3 separate regions of the Danio rerio genome follow, and regions 1 and 3 are each linked to region 2. The links are chromatin contacts, called in public Hi-C and HiChIP or PLAC-seq maps. All regions are on one chromosome and are shown on one strand. The core of a region is the stretch at or near the end of the contact, and the rest is flanking DNA. Distances in the headings are between cores, read along the strand shown. Region 1 holds the start of hhatla (hedgehog acyltransferase like, a). Region 2 holds the start of dnajc1 (DnaJ (Hsp40) homolog, subfamily C, member 1). Region 3 holds the start of rreb1b (ras responsive element binding protein 1b).

Region 1 (4,185 bases), core at 1,618-4,117, 180 kb after region 2:
TGAAGGCTCTGATTCATAACAAACAAGTTCAAGCACACCTTTATTCATTGTTTTCTAGGTCATCCGTAATGGACGTGAACATTATAGTAAGGAAAAAGCAAGAGATAAAAATAAAGTGTACCACTGGAGGCCTCGATGATCCAGCTGGCTGCCCATAAGAGTGCAAGACCGAGGACAGCAGTGTAGATGTACAGTTCAATCCTGGGAAGGGCCGCCTTGATCCCCATGGTTAACCTTAAGAGAAGTCTGAACATTAACATCTGTTGACACTCATAATCAAATTATCCAAAGATCACTGAAGGAAATAAACACGGTACATACAATGAAAACTTACTGATTCTAGATAAGTTTACCCAAAAAAGGAATTGAGTCATGCTTAGATGTTGTGTTTATGACTTTTTTTCCTAACACAAATTATATTTTGAAGAAAGTTTTTTAACTAGTTGTAGAAAATACTGTGAATTTAAACCAGTTGCCAACATTCTTCCTTTGTTTAGCAGAAAAAAGAAGCTTGAGCATGTTTTCAACAAGTGGTGGTTGATGATGATGATGATGATGATGATGATGATGATGATGATGATAATGAGGATGAGGATGATGATGAAGTTGATGATGATGATGATGATAATGGTCATGAACACTTGGTAAATAGTTTTTTGTTGTTCATCTGTTTGTCGTGAAATATTATATTAACCAATTATATTTGTTTTGGCAGTTACATGTCAAACGTCACTGACTCCCCAGTTTATCCACTGATCCGTCTCTTCTTTCAGACACTTTACAACCAGGTCAAATAACACTACATTAATAGTTTTTGGAATTTAATAATGTTTATTCATGCTACGTGTGAAATTTTAGCTCTAAAAAGAAAATAAAAAACATAATTAAATGCTGAAGCAACAGCTTACGAAGGTATAGACTCAAAAGAATTGCTTTTGCTGCTTGTTCAAAATGAATGGTGTTTATGCACACTGACTTTTAATTCAGTCAGCCAGCCCCAGGTCTTCATGTTAATTTTCATCTCATACAAAAAGATCAGATTTTTTGTATTTAAAACTGCAATCTTCACTTCCCGGCTGAGATACGATATAAAGTGGATATCAGACCAAACATGAAGCACTGCATTAAATTTTATATTTCCACACATGGAAATTAATTTTACCCCAGTATTTTCAATGGAGTTTCTGCGCTGAACAGCAGCTAATGACGGTGCCTGAGTTTAAACAGTTTTTCGTCTATTTTTGTGCTTTCACAACCAAATGAATGAAGTCTATTTAACTGATTATATTTTAATTATATTACAACATCCATGCTGTAAAAGGATCCTTATGAAACATAAAACTTTCACCGAAAGTTCATAATTGGCTAAAAAACACTTGCTGTGTATATAGCCAACTAAAATAACACATTTTTTTATGGAAGAACTTAATTGTTTTATGTTCAATCTACTTAAATTTGTAAATTTCTTAACTTGTAAACTTAAAACTTGTAAATTCTTTGTAAAAAATTTTTTTTTAAAAATGTAAAATTGTGTAAAAATAATTGTGTAAAAACCCAGAATTTTTTACAGTGTATGGGCTGAGGGAAGTTTGCATCCAATGATATCAGGTGGCAAACATGTCCGGTCACAGAAGACTTCTTAGGGGGGCATATTAATATTAATAAACCTAAAAATAAGCATGTTCTGGGAGTAAAACTATTATGTTTATATATTTAATAGAGTAAAAAAAGGTAATACATTTTTTAAACAGTATTCATAATTTGCAAGTGACACTGTCAAAAGACATGGCATGGTTCTTGACACTCATATAACAAGATGTCTTACCAGCCGAACTAGTTTGTAAAGTCCAATTCATAAAGAAGCAGTGGGTCTATATTTACATTCAACACCAGTGTAGCCTATAATGGTACAACAAAGGGATATTGGCAATTTTATCTCATATATGAGCATAAACTTTGTTAATATATCATTTATTTACACCTTTTCCAGGACTCCAGCAGGCCCTTTTTTGCCTTGAAAGAGCAACAAAGTACCTATGGTATTTGTTACTGTATCAACAGTGTGTCAAGTTTTAAAATCACCAAAGCTGTCTTTTTTCATCAGTGAAGACACTCACTAATTATAGGCTTTAAAGATCATCGAGTCTACATTTTACATGAGGACGCATTTTATTTTGCGCATTTCACTAACCCTAATACGATGCTAAGCAATCCATTTGCAATCACAACAGGGATATAGGCTATACAACAAAAATGATCACATCCAGTCTAATTCTCAGAACTCAAGACCGTAAAAGCCAGTGACTTAAATGGGAGTGTCTGACTTCACAGCTCCGCAGAAACAGCACAGTCAGCTGCACCGTACAACCTCTTCCTATTTTAGCCCGAGCAGTTGCTCGTGTACAGTGCGGCAGCTGCAGCGCAATGCGATCTCCCACACATCAGGAGATCCTTCGGGAGTCTGCAAAACCGGCCACTCAACTCCCCGAGGAGCCCTCTTGACTGTCAGTTTATTTCTTAAGTACATTTAATTAACTAACAACCCCTTGCTTCATTACAATCAGACTTGTATCGGTACAAATAATTCATAAACACGCAAAATCAAAGCCCTGGGGAATGTAAATGATGCTGCATAGTTCTAATCACCCACCCATACATGGGACTGTTTACAACAGCGCGTAGCCTACAGTAAGTACAGTAAATCAAAAGGAAGTGCACTTGCTCAGTACTAACCTTGTATCTGCCTTTCACAGCCGCTCAGATGTTTGAAGGCAGATGTCAGCCCCCGCAAAATTTGGAAAAAAAAAGAAAGAAAAAGGGGGGTGAGTATGGGCTGCTCCCTAATACATCCGTCCCGGTGTGCCAGTGCCGATGGTGCACTGAGAGGCAGCAGAAGCTGGTGTGGATGTTGCGGGAGGGGGTGGACGGAGTGTATTTATAATCAGGACGGGAACTGCAGAGGGGAGGCACCAGAACTGTCCGTCAAGCAGGCGCACATATTCAAGGAGCATCGCTAAATTGTACAGGTGCGCGATGCCCGGATGCATGAGGAGGACTTGCTTTTGTTGTTGTCCATGGGATGGTGGATTTCTTGACTGGTTTCTTCGGCAAAAACTTCAGAAATCTTTTAGGGATTAGGACTTGTACTTTTCTCACAAAAAAATAAGTCTTTTGATCTTGTTCTGCGACACGCTGGCGTAGTGGTTAGCACTATTGCCTCACAGCAAGAAAGTCGCTGGTTTGAGCTGGTCCAGTTGCCTTTTCTGTGTGAGTTTGCATGTTCTCCATGTGTTGGCATAGGTTTCCTCCGCGTGCTCCAGTTTCAGTCCAAATACATGTGGTATAGGTGAAATAAATAAACTTAATTGGCCACATGTGTGTGAATGAGTGTGTATGGGTGTTTCACAGTACTGGGTTGCAGCTGGAAGGGCATTCGCTGTGTAAATGCTGAATAAGTTGGCGGTTCATTCCGCTGTGGTGACCCCTGATAAATAAAGGAACTAAGCTGAAGAAAAATGAATGAATGGTCTTGACATACTTTTTTAGTATGTCTCTTGGTTCAGTCAAAACTTTCTAAATAAATTATGTCTGGAAAATGTAAAGCAATCTTGCATTCACTAAAGAATATGTTTGCTCATGCAGTTAAATTTGCTCTGATTTAAAAAAATAAAAATAAAATCTCACATTTTAGTGCCCACATATACATTTAAACAAGTGTTTTTGTAGGCTGACGATACAGTGGCGCAGTATGCTGTCGCCTCACAGCAAGAAGGTCACTCATTTGATCCTCGGCTGGGTCAGTTGACGTTTCTGTGGGGAGTTTGCATGTTCTCCCTGTATTTTCGTGGGTTTCCTCAGGGTGCTATTTCCCCCACAGTCCAAAGACATGCAGTACAGGTTAATTGGGTAGGCTAAATTGTCCGTAGTGTATGAGTGTAAATGAGTGTGTTTGGATGTTTTCCAGAGATGGGTTGCGACTGGATAGACATCCGCTGCGTAAAAACCTTGCTGGATAAGTTGGCGGTTAATTCCTTATGGCTATATTAAATGCAAGTAGAGTGTCTTCAAATAACCTTTGTAAAAATAAAATATAAAAATGTGGACAAAATGTTTTTTGCCTTTCATTGTATCAGATTCATGTAGAAAAGAAACATAATTTTGACCTGTACTATGGGATGATAACTG
Region 2 (4,601 bases), core at 1,048-3,547:
ATCGTTTGAAAATGTGTTGACAAAAGATCTGACATGATTATATTTGCTAATATAACTGGGTTATAAAGGTAACAATAAAATGTTTTGGCCGTCTGTCAGCGTTCATCAGCGAATCATATTTCTTGTATCGTTTACTGCACAATCATTCATTGTTAAAATTGTGTTTATACTTTATCCGAATATCGTGTGGGGTAGATTTTCAGCTCATTATATAATTAATAGGTTACTCTGTTCATTAGCCTATATTTAAGTTTTTATTTGCTTTTCGATTCTAGCTCACTGCTACAAAGAAAAATAATATTAGATTTGATACATGACCGACTAAATGCAAGAGACATATTCGCAGGGCAAGCTTCCAAATGGGAAATACAAAAATAAAAGTGATTCAAAAGCCGATGGAATAGTGAAGGTTATGTAATTGCCACAGGCGAACAAGAAAATAGACAAAGATATATATTTGGATGATTTAGCCTATACAAATAATGAAAAGGGTAAAGAACATTTGTAGGTCTATAACTGTTCAAAAAACAAAATTAACCAATAGGCTGTGGCCATTTATCTACTCAAACTATTTTTAATTGTTTATAGAGTCGATAATTCTATTTGTAAAAATCTATTGTGCTTTTGGCTTTCGCGCTTTAATAATTTAGGCTTGTCACTTCGAATCCTTTCTATTCATATTTAAATTAATAAAGATTGTTATGCATATAGCCTACTGCTTTTCAGTAATAATTATTGACATATTTTTACCGACAAAGGGCAAGATTTAAACAAAGTGCTATTAAATATTATCTTAAACCAATTTTTTTCCCTTATAAAAATCCTTAAAATAAGGTCATTGCATGGCACTGGATTATTCTATCTTAACCAAGCACAACGACGCCCTCATGAGTTTCCCGACTATAAATTTAAATAAGTTTTTCCCCTTTTAAAAAGGTTTTCCTAAGAAAGGATGCTGTTGAATTAATCACGTATAGCCTACATGTCCTGCTGTAACTGACAAAAGGTAACAATGGCTTTCCGTTAATTAAAAAAACACAAATTATTAAAACATAACTTATAACCATAACCATACTTTAAGACATAGGCCTTATGAAAGCAACTAGTAATCTCAGCAAATAATTTATACCATTAAACCATCTTTGATTTACGCTAGTTAGTAGTTGGCCTTTTCCCAGAGAAGGGTTGCGGCTGGACGGGCACCCGCTGCGTAAAAACGTGCTGGATAAATTGGCGGTTCATTCCGCTGTGGCGACCCCGGATTAATAAAGGGACTACGCCGACAAGAAAATGAATGAATGAGTATTTGGCCTACATATGATCTATAAATTTTATTTAGCTATAGGCCTACACCTCATAACGATCTCAAAAAAATCCCATTTCTCATGCTCAATCTATAGCAACATCGCAATTAGGCTATTTTTTACGCAGTTTTGTTTTGTTCGCCATACTTTGAGAAAGGCTATGCGTCATTGACCGGGTTTAATGTTGCGCGAAATCAATACTGGCTTGTTAACTACAGTATATCACAGTTTTGATTAAATTAACTTTCATAAATCTGAACTTCATTGTGGACACAACAAGGACTGTGGATGAAGGACTGGAGGATGAATATATTAATATATTGAAATGTTGTAACGTCGCAAAAATGACTGTTTTTAACGACAAACAGCACTACACTGTTAAAAAAATAAAATAAATAAATAAACAAACAAATAATCAGGTTCCAAAAATGGTTTCTGCATTATAAACAACCACCCGACCAAACAACCGTTCAATGGCTTTTAAAAGAGCTACTGATTTAGTGTGAAGCACACTGTAATGATCTAAAGGACATTTTACGCTTTTAAAGAACCTCTTGAGAAAATAAAAGGTTTCAGAGACGTTAAAGGTTGTTTTTGGAAATAATGATGCCAATAACCTTTTTCAGAGTGAAGTCATGAACAATGTTAACTCTGAGAACTCTGAGACTAGTGACTACATGTTTGAACTGTTAAAATTTACAATTGGGATATTAAAAAAGGAAAGTCAATAAAGAGAATGTTATATCAGTGGCTGGCAAATGTAAGAGGCCGAAATCAACATTATGTTTTAAGGGAGATGACTTTGCATCTACCGGGATAAAAATGCTCAATTTTGTTATATTAATATATTAAGAAACAACAGCAATTTAGACACATACGTCCTGAAAAGCTTATATGGGTGGGCAAGACGCACCGTGTCACTAGATCTTTCGTGCTTATTGGCTCGCGCTGTGGCGGCTGCATGTGAAAGCGCACACGTACAGCAGGCTGAGCTCAAGCTATGGGCCTGTCTGAGCTAAAAGACGGGAGGTTAGGCTGATATCCTCTCGAAATCAAGGGTCTCCAAATGGATAGTGGGTGGTAAACCTTCGCGAATATAGCCTACAAAATCAGACATGGCTTTGCCCGGGATCATTGCGGTAGCGTTGTTCTCCGGGCTGCTCGTGATTCAGCCAACGCCGACGTTAGCATGGGACGCAGACCTGGAGCTTTTCGACCTAGTGGAGGAAATCCCTCAAACATTTTACGAGTTCCTGTCGGTTAATCAGGTAAGACTGATTTAATCTTTCAGATTTGTCACCTGCGCCGTTTAAACGCTGTCGGTAATGTTTAATGTGATATACGTTAACGTGTCGCAGCGTCGCCTTCAGTACGTTTAGCGCGACTGCACTCTCACCAAACTAAACAAACCCGTTTTTGTTAGCTGAATCGCTCTTTGCAGCCTGACTAGAAGGTCTCCAGACTCGGGGTGGCTGTGAAAGTACTCTGCCTCCTGCAGACCTTGGTCGGCGGTGGCCATTCACTAAGAAACCTCCAGGCTGTGGGCCTGTTCAACACAACATGACGTGTCATTACTCAGCACGCAAACGGTCATTTGAGCGATTAATTTCGCGGCTCGGTTGCTGAGGGATCTAACGTTACTTTTTTGAATCGCGACCCGTTATTTGTATAAACTAACTTAGCATTTAGTTTAACTTTCGCTCAATGTCAACAGTGCAAGTAAATACGGCTCGACCTTCGCTCAGTTTTTAATTCATTCTGATGTAAATTGAAGATGTTTTTCCCTTTAAAAGACATCTGTATTTTAGTTTTCAGCTACTCCGACACCGTTATTAACGTTACGTTAGTTTGTGCAGGCTGTAAAACCAGAGCTGCATCCTGTAACAGTATAAACAGCTGGTAAGTTAGCTGGTTAGTTACTAACGGTAGTCCTCATTGTTTACCATCATGTATAAACCCTCGGATTACAGCATGACAGTATTTGTCACGTCTTTTATTCTCAATGTATGAAAATGTAATGGCAAAGAAGCTTTTTGTTGTTGCCAATTCAATTCTGACAAAATCCAGTCCAGTCATACAATGTGTACTACTACTACGAACATGAACCTAAGCATGAATTGTGTTTTTCAGCATGTTCTGCAGTGTAAATTTTAGATTATATACGTTTCTGATTGGCAATGTTGGCAGTTAATTATTTATTTTAATGTTGATTCTGATTCTAACAGGATGCATCCTCTTCTGAGATCAGGAAGGCATATAGAAAGCTTTCTCTTATTTTGCACCCTGATAAAAACAAAGATGAAAATGCAGAAAACCAGTTTCGACAGGTTGGTGTTTTGTTGTGTTTAAAAGCGTTGTTGGAATAATGTAATTATTTGGAATACTGTAAATTACAGTTGAAATTTCTTGTCATCCAATAGTTAGTTGCCATCTATGAAGTTCTCAAGGACGAGGAAAGAAGGCAAAGGTAAAATATGCTACTTGCTTGCATAAATGTTTTTATTTTTTTATCCATTAAAAGTTGTTCTTGACACAATGTTCAATGACCATCAATAATACAGATTTCTTTGGTAACATTGAGATATGGAGTATTGATTGATTTAATTAGCCTTCGTTTATTGCAATATCAAAAACATTTAAGTATAAAAGCAATATTAAGGTATTTTTGGAGGGTATTGGTTATTGACTATAGGACCTTCTGTCCTAATGTAGCAGTGAAATGTGTAACAAGGTTTTTTAAAAGGGTTTAAGTATGGTTCATATAGGAATGTTAATAATTGATTGACCTCACACCTCTTGAGAAAGATAAATAAGACATTGTTTATACTGATGTGACTGCCTACTGTCTGTGAAATGTGTACTGCTGAAGTCTTTTCAACAATAGATTGTACAAAATACTTTCACAGATATGATGACATCTTGGTTAATGGGCTGCCAGATTGGAGACAGCCTGTCTTCTACTACCGACGTGTTAGGAAGATGAGCAATGGAGAGTTGGGCTTCCTCCTCTTCCTCATCCTGACCGTGGGTCACTATGCGGTTATATGGTCCATCTACCTTGAAAAGCAGTTAGTAAGTGCTGAAGTGTTGTGCTAGCTTCTGAAATGTTACATTTACAGCACTGATCGATGTCTTCATGCTTTATAGGATGAACTTCTGAGCAGGAAGAAGAGGGAGAAGAAAAAGAAGCAAACCAGCAAAATGACAGATGAGATGAAGCCTTTGGCTCAGGACAAAAATGAGAGGTTGCCTATTAACCTGATGGATGTTTTTTTTCATAAGGAGTAAGGGATGTTA
Region 3 (4,736 bases), core at 1,346-3,845, 170 kb before region 2:
GTGTGAACTATCCCTTTAAAATGCAGATTAAATAGTTTTGAGGTACACACTTCACACGTTAATAGCCTATTTCAATTTCAAGCTGTGACACCTTTGTAGTTGGAGCCCCTTTTGCATTCATAACAAGATCCTGGAAACATTCCTCGGAAACTTTGGTACATATTGCCATATTACTATAGATTGGTCTGTGATTTGAATCTACGTTTCCTCCACATCCAAAGAGTGCGCTTTTGGATTGAGATCTGGTGTCTGATGAGGCCGTTTGGTACAGTGAACTGTGAGCTGTCACATTTAAGAAACCAGTTTGAGATTTTCAGATGGCATGTTTGACTGCTGGAAGTAGCCATCACACAATGGGATCAGTGTAATTATAATGGATAGACATGGTCAGCAACGATACTCAGGTAAGCTGTAGTTGTAAGTGGTGTTCTAACCGGCCTATTACACCACCACTCTTCTGAATTATTGAACTGAAGGCAGGATTGATCCATGCTTTTCTGTTGTTTATGTCTAACTTTGGCCTAATCATTTGAAGACTCATCAGACCTTTTGCAGTTTTCTATTGTTCAGTTTACATGTTTGCTGTTCTCAACGGTGTTCATTCATTTATTCATTTTCTTTTTGGCTTAGTGCCTTTATTAATCAGGGGTCACCAAAGCGGAATGAACCACCAACTATTGCAGCACATGTTTTATGCAGCGGATGCTCTTCCAGCTGCAACCCATCACCCATACACACTAGTGTAATTGCACTACGGACAATTTTCACTCCAAATCCTCCAAACTTCACACAGAAATGCCAACAGACCCTGCCGAGGCTTGAACCAGTGACCTTCTTGCTGTGAGGCGATCATGCTACTCACTGCGCCACCTAGACGCCTCCTAGTGTCAGTTTAATTGTAGCAATGGTTGTGCCTGAAATTTTCATTTAATTGTGTTTGTGAAATACTCCAATATAACAACAGCCACAAAACAACTTTCTTACCTGTGTGAAGTGTGCATATGTGTGTTTGTGTATGTGAAAATGGTTTGTTTACACCAAAAAACAGACCAAAAGAAAATTACAAAAGCATATAAATGATTAGGTCTTCCTGATATAATTTTATAGGGGCTATTTTTGAGACTATTATTTACAAAAATAATAAAAATAGCAAGACTACAAACAAAGTTTCAAAATGCCATTTAACCTACTCTGTTAAAATAGTTTTAGTTAAAAATACCCCAACATATAACCCAACTATAGGTTATTATAGCTTATAAGGTTAGCTTAAGGTTATTATATATAATCTAATGCATTGAATTATTTTTATAACATGTTTTTTTTTCATTCCGGTATCACTATTGCTAGTACTACTATTAATTTTATAAGTATGGTTGTGTAAATAAATGACTTTTTTTTCCCCAAAAACATTAAAAAATGCTTTATTTCCATTACATTTTAGTTCCAGACACTTTTGGTAAAATAAATGATAAGAATCACAAACAATGAACAAACAGAACAAAAAGCAGACAGTTATAAACTGTCCAAGCAGAAATTCATGTGTTGATAGAGCAGAATCTCTGTGTGTTGTAGAGACTCTCCAGCAGCTGCAACAGGCTTCACTCCGTGTTCACAATGTACAATACATTTTAAGCACATCTAAATGCTTCTAAAAGATGGTCTTGGATGGTGAAACGGATAAAAAAAACAACAACACGGAGAGGTAATTTGATAAAAAAATAACAACAATATTTTACGTTATAGTTTAAATAAACTTTTTATTGCTAAAACAACATTATGCACACATTAATCCAGCTGAGTTGTGTCAGTTAAATCAATTGACTGTTGAAATTCAAAATTTTTACCCAACTGGTTGAGTTATTAAATAAAACAAAAGTTAAATAAAGGTAAATAAAGGTTAAAAATAACCCAACAAAGCAACAAATATTTAACTCAACTAGTTGAGTTATTAAAAAAAACCTAATAAAGGTTAAAAATAACCCAACAAAGCACCAAATATGTTTAACTCAACCACTGGGTTAAATAAATAACTTAACGTTTTTAGAGTGTAGTTATAAAGATCCATTTGTTACATTCCAGCTTTCAAATAGGAAAGCACGAGTTTTTAAACAATAGTCTCAGCAGTTAATTCATCATTTGCCTCTGAGACTATTACATTCCCTTCCATAGTATAGGCTACTGTCTGGCATGATGACGAATGATCCATTACAGTATGACGAGCAACAGGTGTGTGTCTTGTGATAGCAAGAAGGCGCCAAAGCGCGAGGTGTGTTGCATCATCTATAGTCTGATTATATATTGATACTGGGGTTCCGTTCCGTCACTTTAACTGTTTTACCATTTAATTGGTTTCTATTATTAATCATAATCAATTTACATAATACATTTAGACATAGAAATATAATAAAATATGCGTGTATTAAGCACAATCCTATCTATCTATCTATCTATCTATCTATCTATCTATCTATCTATCTATCTATCTATCTATCTATCTATCTATCTATCGTGAATGATCAATCGGATGAGGCTGGAGGAGTGAAGTTTCCGCCCCTCCCGTAGAGATGCTCACAGCTGAACTCCAGTGGCAGCCTCAGTAACACACGTCCCCTTGGAGACTACAGCAACACGTGATGCGTCTACTTATCACGTTCACTGAGCAGCGCTCAGGAACACACTTTGAGGAAAAAGTCACTTTTCTGACCCTCATTCGTCGGAAGTTTCGATGGTCATCATTCCTTTAGGGAGCTAACACCGCGGGCGATGCGAAGTTTTCAGTTGGCGAACTTTGCACATCCTCAAATACGCCATTTTGATCGCTCTCCGGAACAAGTTTGCAGTTTTTTTTTCGAAGTCCATCATCACTCTTTTCACCATCACCATGTCTCCGCGCAGCCAGCCCAACCCCGACAAAGTCATGCGTAAGTACTGAGCTCTTTTCTACTTGTTGTTGATGTTTACGCTCTCCATCTTCTAAACTTTGTTGGATGCACACTTTGTTGGAAGTTTTTAAACTTGGAAGGCCGAAGATGTTGAGATGATGTCCGATCTTTTTTTTCTTCCTCGCACGGGGTTTGTGCTTCCTCGTTTCGTTCTCGCATCCAAAGGTTGAACGCCTGACTACAGGAATTCACAGCGCACATGTATTCAACAGGCATACCTGAGTCAAATTAACCACTTTATTCCACCACAAACCCAATGTCACTAGTGTGGCTTTATCTCTCATTTGACGAAATAAAGTTTAGTTCGTATAAAAGTTCGAAAGCGAGTGTTTTACAGTGAAGCGAAGCATCCACATGAACTTTGATCGAGGCTAACGCGTGGGGGTTGGACACGCTTCCCTTTATATTTTGACCTTGTCGGGACATGTTGTATTTACGTTTCATTTGCTCTTTCGACTTTTTTTGTCACCAAACACAAGTAATAATTGTTCACAGAGCAGCATCTTTTCGTGTGTCACACTTTGCAAACTTGGTGTTTGGGAATGTCAGAAGTTTTAAAGGAGGAAGTTCGCTGTCGTCGTGACTCTTTGGGTTGGGTTTGCTGCATTAGATGAATAAAGTCGGCGCTACAAGAAAAGTCGTGTTTTATATTTGAACCAAGCGTCCACATCGACGAAAGAGCGTTAACAATCTGAATGAGGGATGTGTAATTAGTCGGATGCATGGTTTTTGGTGCGGGTGTTTCGGTAGAGGCTGTGCTCGTGCGCTCCTCCTCCCATCATCCTCTGTTCGTCCTCGCGTCTCTTTGGAGAGTCTGAATGTGCAGAGATCCGGATGAGCAGTTCACATTCCTCTACCAAATTCAACACTGGGCTCCAGGAGGCCTGCAGCGGCAGCATCTTTTACTCGCTACGTCCTCTCAGTTTGTTGACTTTTAATCTGCATCATGGTTGTTTTGCACGGTGCATTTATGGGTGCAACAGCTGAGGCAGATTTGATGACATTATAAGTTTGTTACTTATCTATCCTTAGGTTGTATATTAGTGTTTCAAAGTAGTAAATTGTACATTTTGGGGCACTATGAAACTTTTAGTACTCTGTTACATGTCATTAGTAGCCATAAAAGTATTTTTTAAAACTTATTTATAAATTATTTCTGTGTGTAGCTTTCTTACATTGTCACCTTGTAATATCAATGATATGTTATTGTTTATGATGATTTAGAGTATATAAACTGTGGTATATAATTTATAACAAGGGTTGTCAGCCTGGGGTCCCTAAAGGACTCCAGGGGGTCCAGAGAGACCATGGGCTGTATATAATAAGGAATAAATTATATTTGTAGCAAATAATTCAATAAACAGTATCTTCTGCATAAAATGATTTAATAATGGTATTTTAAATGTGAAAAATGCATAATCTAGAGCAGTGGTTCTCAAACTTTTTTCACCAAGTGCCACCTCAGAAAACAATTGTCTTTATTATTGTCAGGCACTTTAAACATTTTAAATAGTTTGAACATGAACACTGCACTGTGCTTACCGGTAAAAAAATAAATTAAACGCCAACATTATATTAAAATGTGCTTTTAAAAGTTAATTAAAAATTGCACTGTTCTTAAAAAGTAAAAAGAAAACTGCTGAACTTAAATGTAAATTAGTATTATCATATAGTAGCCTACTTATTAAAACTTGGAAACGTTCCTTGGACCTTGTAAATATGCTATATGTCGTCATATTCCTGTATAATCTTTTTGATACATTTTTAAATAGAAAATAATTCATATATATACAT

What was found. Hi-C and Micro-C count contacts between places; a contact is called where the count stands out from the background. HiChIP or PLAC-seq counts read pairs in DNA pulled down with a chosen protein or histone mark.
Region 1: a contact with region 2 is called in an H3K4me3 HiChIP or PLAC-seq map of embryo, with 2.4 times the contacts expected there. The contact joins the promoter of hhatla here to the promoter of dnajc1 in region 2. A contact is called at or near these places in 2 of 4 datasets of contacts at active chromatin or transcription factors (caudal fin and embryo).
Region 3: a contact with region 2 is called in a Hi-C map of hematopoietic stem cells, with 2.4 times the contacts expected there. The contact joins the promoter of rreb1b here to the promoter of dnajc1 in region 2. A contact is called at or near these places in 2 of 18 Hi-C or Micro-C datasets (hematopoietic stem cells and an unstated tissue).

The regions. Positions count from the first base shown.
Region 1 is chr2:24,572,575-24,576,759 of GRCz12tu, forward strand. It overlaps hhatla (hedgehog acyltransferase like, a), which reads right to left and starts at 2,868. Exons shown (of 12, transcript NM_200887.1): 1 at 2,734-2,868; 2 at 122-234. The coding sequence starts at 227.
Region 2 is chr2:24,395,587-24,400,187 of GRCz12tu, forward strand. It overlaps dnajc1 (DnaJ (Hsp40) homolog, subfamily C, member 1), which reads left to right and starts at 2,298. Exons shown (of 12, transcript NM_001077535.1): 1 at 2,298-2,572; 2 at 3,530-3,631; 3 at 3,725-3,771; 4 at 4,211-4,376; 5 at 4,452-4,549. The coding sequence starts at 2,420. It also overlaps a transcript of bmi1b not described here.
Region 3 is chr2:24,220,375-24,225,110 of GRCz12tu, forward strand. rreb1b (ras responsive element binding protein 1b) reads left to right here and starts at 2,596. Exons shown (of 13, transcript XM_678293.11): 1 at 2,596-2,921.